Regions from separate parts of the Pan troglodytes genome. Here region 2 is linked to region 1. A link is a contact called in public Hi-C data. All regions are on one chromosome and are shown on one strand. The core of a region is the stretch at or near the end of the contact, and the rest is flanking DNA. Distances in the headings are between cores, read along the strand shown.

What was found. A called contact is a pair of places that touch in the nucleus more often than the background predicts.
Region 2: a contact with region 1 is called in a Hi-C map of stem cell-derived neural progenitor cells, with 2.9 times the contacts expected there. The contact joins the enhancer-like site here to the promoter of USPL1 in region 1. A contact is called at or near these places in 1 of 7 Hi-C or Micro-C datasets (stem cell-derived neural progenitor cells) and 1 of 1 datasets of contacts at active chromatin or transcription factors (stem cell-derived excitatory neurons).

What each region holds. Positions count from the first base shown.
Region 1 is chr14:29,784,358-29,790,945 of NHGRI_mPanTro3-v2.0_pri, reverse strand. USPL1 (ubiquitin specific peptidase like 1) reads right to left here and starts at 3,544. Exons shown (of 9, transcript XM_522652.8): 1 at 3,072-3,544; 2 at 1-99. The coding sequence starts at 31. HMGB1 (high mobility group box 1) reads left to right here and starts at 2,629. Exons shown (of 5, transcript XM_054665163.2): 1 at 2,629-2,930.
Region 2 is chr14:30,210,931-30,217,518 of NHGRI_mPanTro3-v2.0_pri, reverse strand. No RefSeq gene overlaps it. Among named protein-coding and RNA genes, the nearest start is that of TEX26, 110 kb to the right of the region's middle. Within about 2 kb of position 2,703, at least 16 of the 24 cell types and tissues checked have an H3K27ac peak or open chromatin away from gene starts, as enhancers often do. A contact at or near this core is called in stem cell-derived neural progenitor cells, where this site is marked.

The DNA of each region.
Region 1 (6,588 bases), core at 2,295-4,794:
AACCATTTCCAATCTTCGGAGAATCCATCATTCCGAGTCATTGGCTAATTTATGTCACTTGAGACATGTCAATATCACTAAGGATTTTTTCAATGAACCCTGGAAAAAAAAAGTCAATAGACAATTAAATAAAAATTCTATTTACTATAAAAAAGAACCATGCTATTTTATAAGACGTATATAGTAAACAGCTTTTGAGGGCTATATGTCCTAGAATAAACATATTCTAAAATTATAATCTTGAAGTGAAAATGATACCTATATTTATAAATCCAGCAAATTTGTGAACAGAGGGTAGTGACTGGCAACAGGACCAGTTTTCATAGCAGACTCATTTGTCAACAAATTAAATAAAACTTGTAGTAGAGGTAGCTACTATTTAAAGCAAACTATATTGACCAGAATTTGAAAGCCTAACTTCTTAGAGTCTATGTACAATTTGAAACAAATATGCCAGCATTATACTGAGAAAAATCCCAGATCCATTGTGCCACTATTTGACAGGAACAAAAGAACCAATGAACCATATATTCCATACATTCCTATTGTTTTCAACTACCAACATTAATACTTCACCAGTTGGGAAAAATACTACTTATTAAAAGCTGCTAACAAATTATTATTTGTAAATGATCTAATTTACACCACATTTAACTTATTTTGTTATCTGAACAAAAATATAAACACTGTCCTAATACAAATTACATATGTGGCAAGCTTGTTTTGAGTGTAGTCCTATGGTGCAGAACTACATTTAACAGAGTAAAAATTACAAGAGACCGGAGCTCAGTGTAAGCAAAAAATAATTAAGAGCATTTTAATTGTGGGTTCACAATGATAGGAAAATCAAATACAGGAGACCTTTAGGGCAGAAGAGAATTATCACTTAGCAGAAATGCTGTAAAATAATTCTAGGCATAAAGTCTTTCCCAAATCCAAGAATCCATGATTCTATGACACCCATCTCCTGGGAATCGATGGCTCACAATTCACTTTAAAATCTAATTACGCTATTCTGGTTCGGCTATATAAACTTCACAAACCTTTCAAGCCAAGGAATAATTTCAAAAATAAAACTGCTTTTTAAAGAAAGTATCGGCGAATCTTAATTTCCTATTCCTGAAGAAATAACCATAAGACAGAAATTTCTCAACTGCAGCACTACTGATATCTTTGACCAAATAATTGTTTGTGAAGGCTGTTCTATGCACTGACGATGTTTAGCAGCGTCACTGACCTTTACCCTCTAGATCCAACAGCCAAAAGTTTCCTGACTTGCCAAATGTCCCCTGGTAAGCAAAATCACCCCTTCTGGTGAGAACTACTGATGCTAACTTTTTTCTTTCTTTTTAGGCACAGACAACTTATTATCTTTGGCTGGTTCTATTTATAATCTACTTACAAAAGAGAACTATGTAGGAGTCAAACTTACGCTTTTCAGGCTTTGTACCTGCAGATCTTGGTCCAGAAACTTACTTGTAAAATTAGTTTCTTCTAAGAATTAAATGAGATAAAGCATGTAAAAAGTTTAGCACCTGACAAATTAAAGTTACTATTTGGTGCTAATTTTATACTTCATTCTGCGTAGAGAAGCAGTACACGTCGTATCATTCTGCGGTACTCTCAAATGGGAAACTAGTAGGCTATGTACCTTGAATAAACTGTTTTTGATGAAAATTTCCATCTACCTGAGGGAACCTAGAAAACTTTTTCAAATCAAACGGTTTTCTCTTTGTCTCTCTCAATTATAAAATATAAAGAGTCTCCAAATCTGCTCTCCTGATTCCATCACCCAACATTTCAGCGGGAAAAATCAGATAGGTTGGTGGTTGAAATCCCGAATATATAGAATCCCCCAAAAGAAAATTCATTTAATACCAGAGGTTTATTTGTCCATATGAGGGACATAAAAAAAATACCAGAGGTGGGCTCCCCAGGTCTTCTTCCAAATACAATTCACTTTGACTTACATACAAAATCCCGGGGGGGGTTTTACAACTTAATTTGACCCTAAGTAACTGCTCTTCCTCCCTTCAAAAACAATCTGCTCCTCCTTCCCATATCTCACTTAAATGTGGGCGTCTCCATCCTTCCAAACACACAGACTAGAAAGTCTGAGTTGTTCCCTATTCTTTATTTCCCTCTTCGCACAGTAAGTCACCAAATTCTGTGGACAGTTCTTTGGAAAGGTCTCAAATCTCTACCTCTTTCCCTTCCATATCACTGTCAAAATGATGCCTCTACAAGTCTGAGCCTGTCAATGCTTAGTTTAAAATTCTCTATTTACTCTAGCCTGATTACAGCAAACTCCGTCCAAACAGCCCAATATAACCTAAAGGTAGTATTATGACCTACCTAGCTTTCCAGTTCTATCTTCCTCAACTCTACTTCACCCCCAGCATCTTTCTTCTAACATCCCCTTTTCATACTTCTGTGAACCACTTATACTCCAGAAGCCTTAATGTGAATTATTAGCCCAGCATGAACCCAGTTAGATAGCACAATGAACGTGTCAAGGTGGCCCTGGGAATCGCAAAAAGTATTCAATTAAACTTAATTCACACTTCTGTGTGCAAAATGGAGAAACCCAGGGAAACAGCTGTTCGAAGAGGGCGCCTTAAACCCATCCATTTGAGCTCGCCCTCCGAGAGCGAGTAGGCTCGGCACGTGAACTGTCAAAAGCGAGGCCACAACCGACCTGGAAGCCGAGGAAAAGGGTCGGCTTTCTGCACCCAGCCCTGTCAGGTACCAAACCCAACTGTCTTGAATCAGAGAGGAACAGGACCAAAGGAGGTGAGTTTCAACACCCAAACTAAGAAGCCGAAGGAGGCGCAGGGTCCGTTAACCCTGCCCATCTCCACGCTCCTTGGAAAACGAAAACAAACTCTGGTTTCTCTTCAGCGTTCACCTCTCTGCGCCCAAACGGATCTGTAAGTCCAACCTTTCCCACTCGAACCCCGTCCCAGCCCAGCCCATCCTTTCAGCGCGCCGACTACCCCATAGGTCATCCCAGCTCTGTCTCTTTTCCCAATTTCGAGAGCGGAAAGAAACCCCTCCCTCTTCTCCCTTACCTGCCGCGGGCACTCCCCTTCTTGGTACCGGGTCGATCGGAACTCCTGTTCCAGCTTGATCTCCACCCTAGTTGCAACGTTCAACCCACGTTCCCGTCGGACTGCTCCTCCCCCACTCGCGTCTCCACTAGGAAGGCGGCTTCCGGCTTGAGTCCGCGGCAAAAGAGTCCTCCTTCCTGCTGCACGCTGGGCCTGAAAGGACGGAGGCGTGGCGGGGAAGGTGAAGACGTGAGCACTTCCGGTCGCGCTCCGCAGAGGCGTGGCTGTCCGCCCTGTGGCCGCAGACGCAGTTGCGACTGCGGCGACGAGGAGGGGCGGGGCCGGTGGCTGCTGAGCCCGCCATGTGTGAGTGGCTGGGTTTGGGGAGGCGACGTTTCTGGAAGCTGCTGGAAAGCGCCCGAGTGGCGGAGGTGGCGCCAGCGGCCAGGGGGTGGGGCGTGATTAAAACTAGTGCGCGGCTTTCTGCGGAGGGATTACGCTGACGAAAGAGACCTGCTTGCGCGTCGCTGTTCCGTGGTCCGCGCGAACGTGGTCGGGAGCCGCTGGTTCCTGGGGTGATCCGCGGAGGTGGGAGAGGGAAGGGCTTCCGAAGCCGGCGGGGGTGCCATGGAACCTCTCCGCCGGCGCGGCCTTCACAGCTGGGCCGCGCCGGGCATCCGTAGTCCGCTCTCCCAAAGCCTCGGTGGAGCTGAAGCTGCCACAGAGTGCATGTTCACAAAGGGTCATCACACACGGAGCTGCCCCTCCCTGTCTCCCTAGAGCCCATCTTCGAGGCCAGGGGCTTTTCTACCAGGATTCTGGGGTGTTTCTCCTCCTTTCCTCCCTCCCAGATCTTCTCACGGTAAGGGGAGCAGCGAAAGCGCAGGGACTTTGCATTCCACGACCCGTTCTGACTAGTCAGCAGCCGATCTGTCCCTGCTGCTCTAATTCCAGCTGCCCTGCCTTGTTTTAACTTCAGAGAAAGGGGGAGTTCTCATTTGATAAGTTTAAGCCTTTGCTTTCGTAGGAAGGTCATGTGGCTTAAGGGACATCGTGACCGCGTATGCTATTTCTGCCTGTGCATTCTAAATCTTGGGGGCAGCATATTCCAGAAGTCCTTTTGGTCGATTGGTTCTGTGTCCTAGGATAACAATTTGTAGTTTCTGACCATTTCTTTACAGAAAAACCACAATTGGTATTTTGGACTGCGGGGTTTTTTAGTGGTCTCAAACTAAATGATTATATTCTGGAATAATGCTGACAATTTGGATAGGGTGGTGTGGAGGAAACAAGTCTTGTGTAGAAGAAATTATTTAGTAAAAAGGATTTTAGTTTTTGGTACTTCTGAATGCAAATGGCCAAGGAATCCAGCAGTTTGTTGGGGTTTCTCCAGACAAAAATAGGCTGGTTAGTTTGTTTACCTTTTTCTGTTGCTTTACTAGATTATTAATGTATTTGTATATTTAAGATCTAGCTAGTTAGGTTTTTCTTTTTTATGAATTGTGATTAAAATTGGAGAAAGTAGTACTTCCTCCTGAAATAGACAAAACTGGGTTGTTTTCTTGTTCACCACTGCTACTTCCGTTTTTAGAATGGAATACACTATTTGTAAAAAACAAACTTGCTGAGTATTAACTCATAAATTGAACAAAACAATTGGTTCAGTTAAAATGTAGCTAAAATTGTAAGACTGCAAAACAACATCACCAAACTGAATTGTATTTTTTAAAACGTTGTCTGCAAAGTTGAATTTTAGTCTTTCAGTGTAAATTTGGTATTTTTTCAGAAGAAAAATTAGTAACAGAAACAAAATGGAGGCGGGGCTTGAGTTGTAAAGAGAAAGGAAGGGATTTTAGCGTGTTCTGTGTTTTCGCTCTAGAGCTTTTTCCTCTTGTAAAAGGTAGTACAAGACTTATAAAGGGAAGAACTTTGGTATAGGAGATCAGCAGAGATTGACTAGAAAACCCCTTTCGTTTATATTATAGAGTAACGGTCCCAAGTTGAGAATACTGTATACATTTCTGCTTATTCCTATATATTTGAAATGCTTTTTTCTACATATCCTGGTCCCAGAGAGAGTGCAGTACCTTCCAGTGGGATTAAAGCTAATTGCGTCCATCCGCTTGTCAGCAGTGTGGGACAGAAATTTTATTGACCTATTTCCAGTTATAAACTCACATGATTTAAAGGGAGGAAGCTTTTATTAAATTAATAACTAACGAACAGCTGCAGTAGTTCAGTGCTGCTGTATGATTAGGATTTTCTCTTTTTTTCTCTCATTTTAGCCACTCACGATGTCAGCTCGTGCACCTTCTGCTAAGTTAGATTCCTTAACCACAATACAAGTCTTTGGCACAAACCTGGGATATAAAAGCTACTTGCTATGATTTCTTTTTCTAGTCTCATAAAAAAAAAATGAGAGTTGAAGTGACTGACTGCTTTCTAGAAGCACTCTATGAGTACAGTCTCTAATCCCACATCTCAATCTAACATTCAGAAAGCGGTGAAAACCAAAAACTTCTTAAGCTTGGCAACAAAATTCATTTGGTAGCAAAATATGACCTGAACTATTGAGAAGCTGTATATAGTCTTTATCCCATGTGTTTTGCTGAAACTATATTAATATGTTTGATTATGGGGTGCTGCCCTTGGCCCCTGGTATGTGTTATATAATGGTTTATATACCTTGTAACACTTAAAAATTGTGTGAAATTCTTATTTCTAAAACACATCCAACCCTTGGGTTTTAGTTAAGGAATTGTAAACCTGTATTCATATTTTTGGCAACACACTTGTGCTATGCATGTGTGTATTTAAAAAAGTAACTTAAGACATTTTAGTTATTTCAGTAAATTCAGATGTGTTAGGATAGAAAAAAATACGTGTATCATATTGTGTGTCTGTCATATCATGCATCTATCATATTGTATACATGCAATGATAGAGGTATGCACAGCATATTTTTAAGTGTAGCCGTATAGTGATCCAAACAAGAAATTAGTAGTTTCAGGGCTTAAGGTTAATTTATACATTAGACTCTAAAATTTAGATAAAACATGACAACTCGGCCAGGTGTGGTGGCTCACACCTGTAATCCCAGCACTTTGGGAGGCTGAGGTGGGTGGATCACGAGGTCAGGAGTTCAAGACCAGCCTGGCCAAGATGGTGAAACCCCGTCTCTACTAAAAAAAAAAAAAAAAAAAGAAAAAGAAAAAAATACAAAAATTAACCGGGCGCGGTGGGAGGCGCCTGTAAACCCAGCTACTTGGGAGGCTAAGGCAGGGAGAATTGCTTGAACCCCGGGGGTCAGAGATTGCAATGAGCTGAGATTACACCACTGCACTCTAGCCTGAGCGACAGAGCAAGACTCCATCTCAAAAAAACAAAAACAAAAACATGACAACTCGTAATGTAGCCCAAACTTACTTGGTTCTGTTTTGCCCACAGAAAATGAGAAGATGGTGTGATAATAGTCTAAAGTTGATATTGGAATATCTGACATCTAATCCCATCTCTTCTGCTGTGTGACCTTACACAA
Region 2 (6,588 bases), core at 1,454-3,953, 430 kb before region 1:
TTCTCTCTCCTGCCCAGTGTTTATGGAGTCACCAGGTCTGTTGAGCATGGAAGGAAATGCCAGCTTTATTCCATTCCATCCACCCCACTGCCACTCCACTGACCCCTCATCCGTCAGCCTGGAATAGTATCTAGCCTTTGAGCCCATCTCCCAGCCCACATTTCTCCAGGGAACCACCCTGTTCACTGACACCAGGTAAATCTTTCCAACCCATGGCCATCACTCAGCTTGACTTTCAAAGCCTTCCATGCATGGGGCCTGTCATTCATTCAACATTTCCACCCCCCCACACAAAAATGAGAGCTCTTTCCTTTAGTCCACACAGTGGCCCCACCTCTTCTCTGCCTGCCATCTCTGTGTCTTGCTCACATTGTTCCATTTATCAGATACACTTTCCCTCCCCAGACTTTGCTTCTTCAGGATCAAGCTGACCCATAAAGATGGTCTTATGTACTCAGTCCAAAATGTTCTTTATTTCCTCTGAATTCCTCTAGCATTTACAGTCAAGATCCCACACCCTCTGACTACCACTAATAGAATACACTGGGTTCTTACTGTTGTAAAGACTGATTCAATCACTCCTGAAAATAACTTGGAGAGAGATATGTCCACCTGTTCTTGCCAGTGAGGAAACTGAGGCTCACAAGGTTAACACCCCAGAATTGCATCTGGGATTTGGTTCCGAAGACCACATCCTCACTCCTCACTGTGCTAGATTCTCCTGTATTTGTTTCTTTTTGTCTCCCGATAGGATTTAATGGCACAGATCATTTATTGTGCTATTTTGTTGCTTTTCCAATGGGCCTAGCTAAGGACTGAGAACATGATATTCCTTTGATAAACACTCACTGATTTTGGCTTCTGACTTCCAGACTTAATAATGTTGTGACCCCCAAAAGAGGCAGGCAATTTATGTAAGCAGTGGTCACCAAAATTATTTGCCCTGATAAATAACATAATAATCAGCACCAGGCCAAAGTGACCAGTGATATCCAGATGACAAACTGCTTAACCTCGGCTGTCTCCTTCCTTTTCCTCCTTAAAAATAAGAAAACCAAGGTAAAATGCCTAAGAGCTCATTGCTATTCTGAAATCATTTTGCTTCCAACTCTTATTTAAATCATCTCAGGGGTTTTGTTGACATTATCTGCCAAAGATTGTAATTCATCTTTCCAAAAAGGAGAGAAGCATCAACCCATCAAACAATGCCCTTCCTTCTACAGAGAGCTGAGGTCTGAGTTTCCCTCCCGACTGCTGGGGCAAGTGCTCGCTACCAGGCCAGCTGATTGCACAGGGCCCCTGGATGCATTTCTAAAGGGTCATATTTACAGTGTCGGATGGTTGGGCACTGCGGAGCTTAATGGGATTCTTAATAAAGGCAGCCTTCATTAAGACGGGAGTACAGGCAAGGTGCCCTTGCGTTTGAGGAAAGGACGACCCAGTGCAAGACGGATGCTCCCCCTTGGCTTGGAAATCACGCGGGTCAAGTGCCTTGTCATGCATTAACAGCCTTTTAAGTTCCTAGGCAGATTAAGAGGAGCGGTGTAGATAAATGAAAAAGAGGAATCATGTGATCTGTCTTGGTAGCATAAACATTGAGACACAGCAGCTGCATTTAAACACAGCAATTTGCTAAACGAGTGGTTGGCGACTTTCCAGATGGCCAATGTGACACAGGGCTTGGATGAATCCTTTATTCAATCATGCATCTGTCTAGACAGAGACATTGAAGGCCAGGTTATAGCCACTGCAGGAGTGGCAGCAGCAGCAGCAGCAGCTTTGAAAGCCTTATATAAAACATGCTCGGTATTGCCCGTGAGGCAGCTTGGCCACAGATCAGCTGGAGAGGGTGCGGCGGCATGGTGTGTGTGGAGCCTCCAGGAAAGCCGTCTTCTCAGCTGAATGACGGCCAGCTTGGAACAAGGGCTCTCTCTCTGCCCGTCTTCCTACTGTGTCACTTCACACACCTACCCGAAGAGATGGGGGTGGGTGATCTTAGGGGAATAAGGCAGCAGTATCAGTGTGGAAAGCAGCAATACTGGTTGTGTTCTATGTCCCTTTTTTAAAAATGTGCACATTAAAGTCATTTCAAATGTGTTTTATCTTGAATTTCTAGTTGACTTAAAAATTCCCTAAGTAGATAAAAACAGATGCTTAGCTTTCAGCCATGACCCTACTTTGCCTTCCCTTTTCCCTCCTCCTAGCATTCAATTCAGTCTTGGATTGAGGACTTTGCTAGAGATGATATCCTGAAGTTAGTGGCTGTAGAGGCTAGGGGGTAGACAAGATGACCACTCAGCCCCAGTTCAACTGACTGATTTAAACCAAGTCAGGTAAACTGGAGGCACCCGATGGGCCTTTGGCGTGACTGATAAAAACAGGCAGCCAGAGGGCTTCCCTGGGCTGCAATGGGGACTTACGGGAAATGCAGCTCTACTGATTGGTTTCCCTCTGGTAAGTTGTATCTCCAAGCCTATTTTATTTTTATTCTTTTATTAAAAAGTTTCCATGGGCAAGGGTTTCACTGTGTTCAGCAGCCATTCGAGTGTTGTTACCGGAACGTTCTAAGCGTTTAGTAAGCAGCTCTGCCCCACCCCACCCCTGGAACCCTCAGGGCCAGCCACGATTCTTCGCCCTCCACACAGAGCAGCAGCTTCCGTTTACTTCTGACTCACAAGGAGCATTTTAACCCGATGAATCACCAGCAGCACTTCCTGTGACATTCTGGGGAAAACTACAGTTTGCTTAGGAAGGACTCTGAAGCACTTCACTTGCTGTGGTGTTTGATCTGCATGGGGTGGAAAAATTTCAGTTCTGCTCTGTGTGGACACACCGAAGCCTTCTCACCAACTCTTGGAAGTTTCCTATCATCAGGGCTAGGTCTACTCCATAGTCAGCCTGAAATGAATGGATTAAATGAACAAGGCTGTCCCCGGGAGGATACAGCATATCCCCCTCACTGATCTCACCCAGATGCCACTCCTTTTGTAACTGTTCTGGGCTTAGTTTACTCATCTGAACCACAAAGCACAGATAATTATCTAAGGGATGATGTTCTCAATTCTCCCAAAGGTGGTACCTCACCAGCGCCATTCTTCAGGTATAGGTAAGAAACAAATCCACACATACGAGAAATGCTTTAGGGTGTGGTCGGCCTAGACCTTATCAATGGAGGGCTTTGATAGTAAGAGTCCAGGCAAGGGTAAGGGAGTTGCCCTACTACCTAAGTTATGCCACAAGGTGAGAACAATGAGCTCTGAAACAGTTCCAAATTCGTTCAAGTCCTGGCAATGAGAAAACAGAAAGCGTAGAAAAGTCAGTGTTTTAACCTTCTACAGAAACAGTTCTCTTAGTATGTCAAATGTAATGCAGGTGAATATTATCGAAAGATCTTCAACTGCATGATCTAGGGCCAGGTATTACAAATCTAAAGCTGCCCCAAGGACAGTCACGCACCAAAACAGCCTTTGTGGCATGTGGTGACAAACCAAGTTCCCCTGGCTGTTGTCAGCGTATTGCAGAGGTGGCTTTCCTTATGCTGAGTATGACTGGGCCCCTGATTGCCAGGATACATGGCAATTAAGAAGCATGCAAATTGTGAAAACCTTGAAAACCAAAAGGTGATTAGGTGACAGATTAGGTGACAAGGCAGGCAGTCAGTGCTTCTGCTTTATAAATAAACTCATTTTTTCTCTTACACAAAACCTGAGGCTATGCTAGATGCCAACATGAGCTCTTTAATGCGACGTTCACGTTAAGCATTTTTATAACCTAATGAAAATTTGATTTTTAAAATGAGCATCAAATGAGGCCTGAAATACTGTTTGAAAATGTCACGACTTTTTAACATTTAAATATAGCTTTACACAGAGTCACCCTTGATTGACATTTTATTCCATTTCAGGTCTGTTAATTAAGAACCGTAGACACTAGCAACAAAGATTAAAGCAGCAGAGGCCGAAAACTTACTGAAATAAAATGCAGCTCTGATTTGCTCAGAACCCACATCAAAGCGGAAGCACGGATCCTGGCTCATGCACATCTGGTCCACTAGGGGGCAGTGAATGATCGCGCCTCCAGCGGGCGGGCTTGTTCTACATCCACCTGAAGTGTGCAGGCCTTTCACACAAGTGAGCTGCGCTGCCGCCAAGGCAGGTGTAGGGACTAGCCAGTTATTGCTACTAGCATAATATGCCAGAAGGATGAAGTGAAATTATCGTTTGAAAAACTGAACAATGAAAAAAGTTCATTTCTACCAATAAATTTGCATGGTAAGGAACAGGTGGTGCCGCTGTACCTGCCCGGGTCCTGTTCCCTGGCTCCTGGTGGAGGGCAGTGACCAGGCTGGGCTGCACCCAGAAGGGCAGCCACGGAGAGGGGTAGAGCCAGGGAGCCCCGTTTACGCAGTTGCTGGGGCTGGCAACCACCGGGCACGAGTGACCAAGGCGGGCTTCCCCTACTCATCCTGTCCCTGTGCCGGGGTCCATTTGGGGGAGTCCCAGGCCCGGAAGCCGAACAGCACACATCCGGGGGCACCATCCGAGCCATAGGCTGTGTGGATGCCCCCTGGAGCCGGGCAGTTCCCAGATCAGCCCCGCTCCCACCACGTGGGGGCCCTGTAGAGAGAAAGGCAACACCGGAGCAAAATTAGGAATTGGGGCCAGCTGGATTTCAATGTCTGCGTGTTCCCTTCTCATTCTTCTTCTATCCCCTCCTTGATTCAAGAATCTGGTGCCCTCCTGTCTTTGTCCAGTCCAAACCTGTTCTTCTAGGATATCCAGTCATTCACCTTCCACTGTTTCCTTCACCACCTCCCAAGGGAATTTGCATTTAAGCCTATTTATTTATTTTTTGAGACAAGGTCTCCCTCTGTCACCCAGGCTGGAGTGCATTGGAGCAATCATAGCTCACCGCAGCCTCAAACTCCTGGGCTTAAGCGATCCTCCCACCTCAGTCTTCTGAGTAGCTAGTATTACAGGCACATGCCACCATGCCTGGCTAATTTTCTATTTTTTATTTTTTGTAGAGGCGGAGTCTTGCTAGGTTGCCCAGGCTGGTCTTGAACTCCTGGCCTCAAGCAATCCTCCTACCTCAGCCTCCCAAAACTCTGTGTTTACAGGCATGAGCCACCTTGATCGGCAAGACTTATTTCTAATTCTGAAGCAAAATACAGAGAAAAGGTTTCTCCCTCCTGGCCCTGATTAACAAGAATCTCCCCTGCAAATGGAAAGGAAACCAGATGTGCCATTTCCCCCAGCACTCTGACTTCAGTGATTTTAGAGTGACTTCTGTGTTCCCAGACCCATTTCTTCACATAGTCACCTGGAACATCTCTTTTGTTTCCTCGAGAGTCAGTGAAGCCTCGTGGGCAGGTGCAGAGGCTATGCAGATCTGCTTGGGTTCAAATCCCAGCTCTGCCACCTCCTAGGGGCATAGAACCTTGGGCCAACTGCATAGCTGCTATGAGCCTCCATTTCCCCATTGTCACAAATGGCATGGTCATAACCACCTCGTGGGGATGTCATGAGGACTGAACGGAAAGCACTGAAAAGAGCACAAGGCAGACAAACCAGCACTCGCACCTGCTCCCTCGGCATGGCTTGCTCACCAACGCCGCATTTCCTTTTCCGCTTCTCTCTTCGTTTTGCCTCCGCTTGAGACACAGATGCTCCTGTCCTCGTCCCTCCCCCTCACTTCTCCCTGAAAGGATGGCAGATGGTCTTCTGGCCCCTGACTCAGCGCCTTCCACTCTCCTTCCACCCTCCACACCTACCTGGCCATTGCTGTAGAGAATCAGGTACTTGTCAGGATCCACGGAACTAAAGCAAAGAATGCAAAAGCAAAACCTCATCTTCAGACATTAAGAATGACAGACTCGTTGTGTGTGTGTGTGTGTGTGTGTGGTGTGTGTGTGTGTGTGGTGTGGTGTGTGTGTGTGTGTGGTGGGGAATCCGACACATGTCCTCTGTGTCAGGCCTGTGTTCTATTTGTAGAACAGTCTTGGAAATAGACACTTGTTTACTTCGCCTGGATCAGGAGTGATTTCAGATTCTCTTCATTTAATCATCTACTTCCACTGTGCAGATTTATAATTAAAATAAGAAACTTATTTATAAAACCAGAGTGGGAGCCGAGAGATGGCTGCAAGGAGATGCTTCTGCTGTTGAGGCCTCTGTGCAGTCGGCTCTAAGTTACACTGGGTGGCCTGGAAGGAGTTGCAGGGACCTCCCGGACATAGCCACAGATCTCTCACATCAGAGGGAAGAGACAGGGCTATTGGCTCCCTAAACCCAGCATATGAGGTGGAGAGTGAGGACATTTCTCTCAGAGAGAGGCTGGGTTTGCATGAGGAATTTCTGTGACCCTTTGCTTTGGGTAGGCACTTTGAGTTTGGGTGCCACTGGCTGGTGCCAGGACCAGGGTAGGCAAGCAGCTCCCCTCAATGGAGGAAGTCTGAAGTATGGGTGGGGCTGGCAGGAGGGTGGAGACGACGGCAGGCGGAGGGGACAAGGAGGCCAGGAAAGAGAAGAAGGAGCGGGAGGAGTGGAGAATGAAATGGCAAGACACAAGTGGTGTGACCTTTCCCAG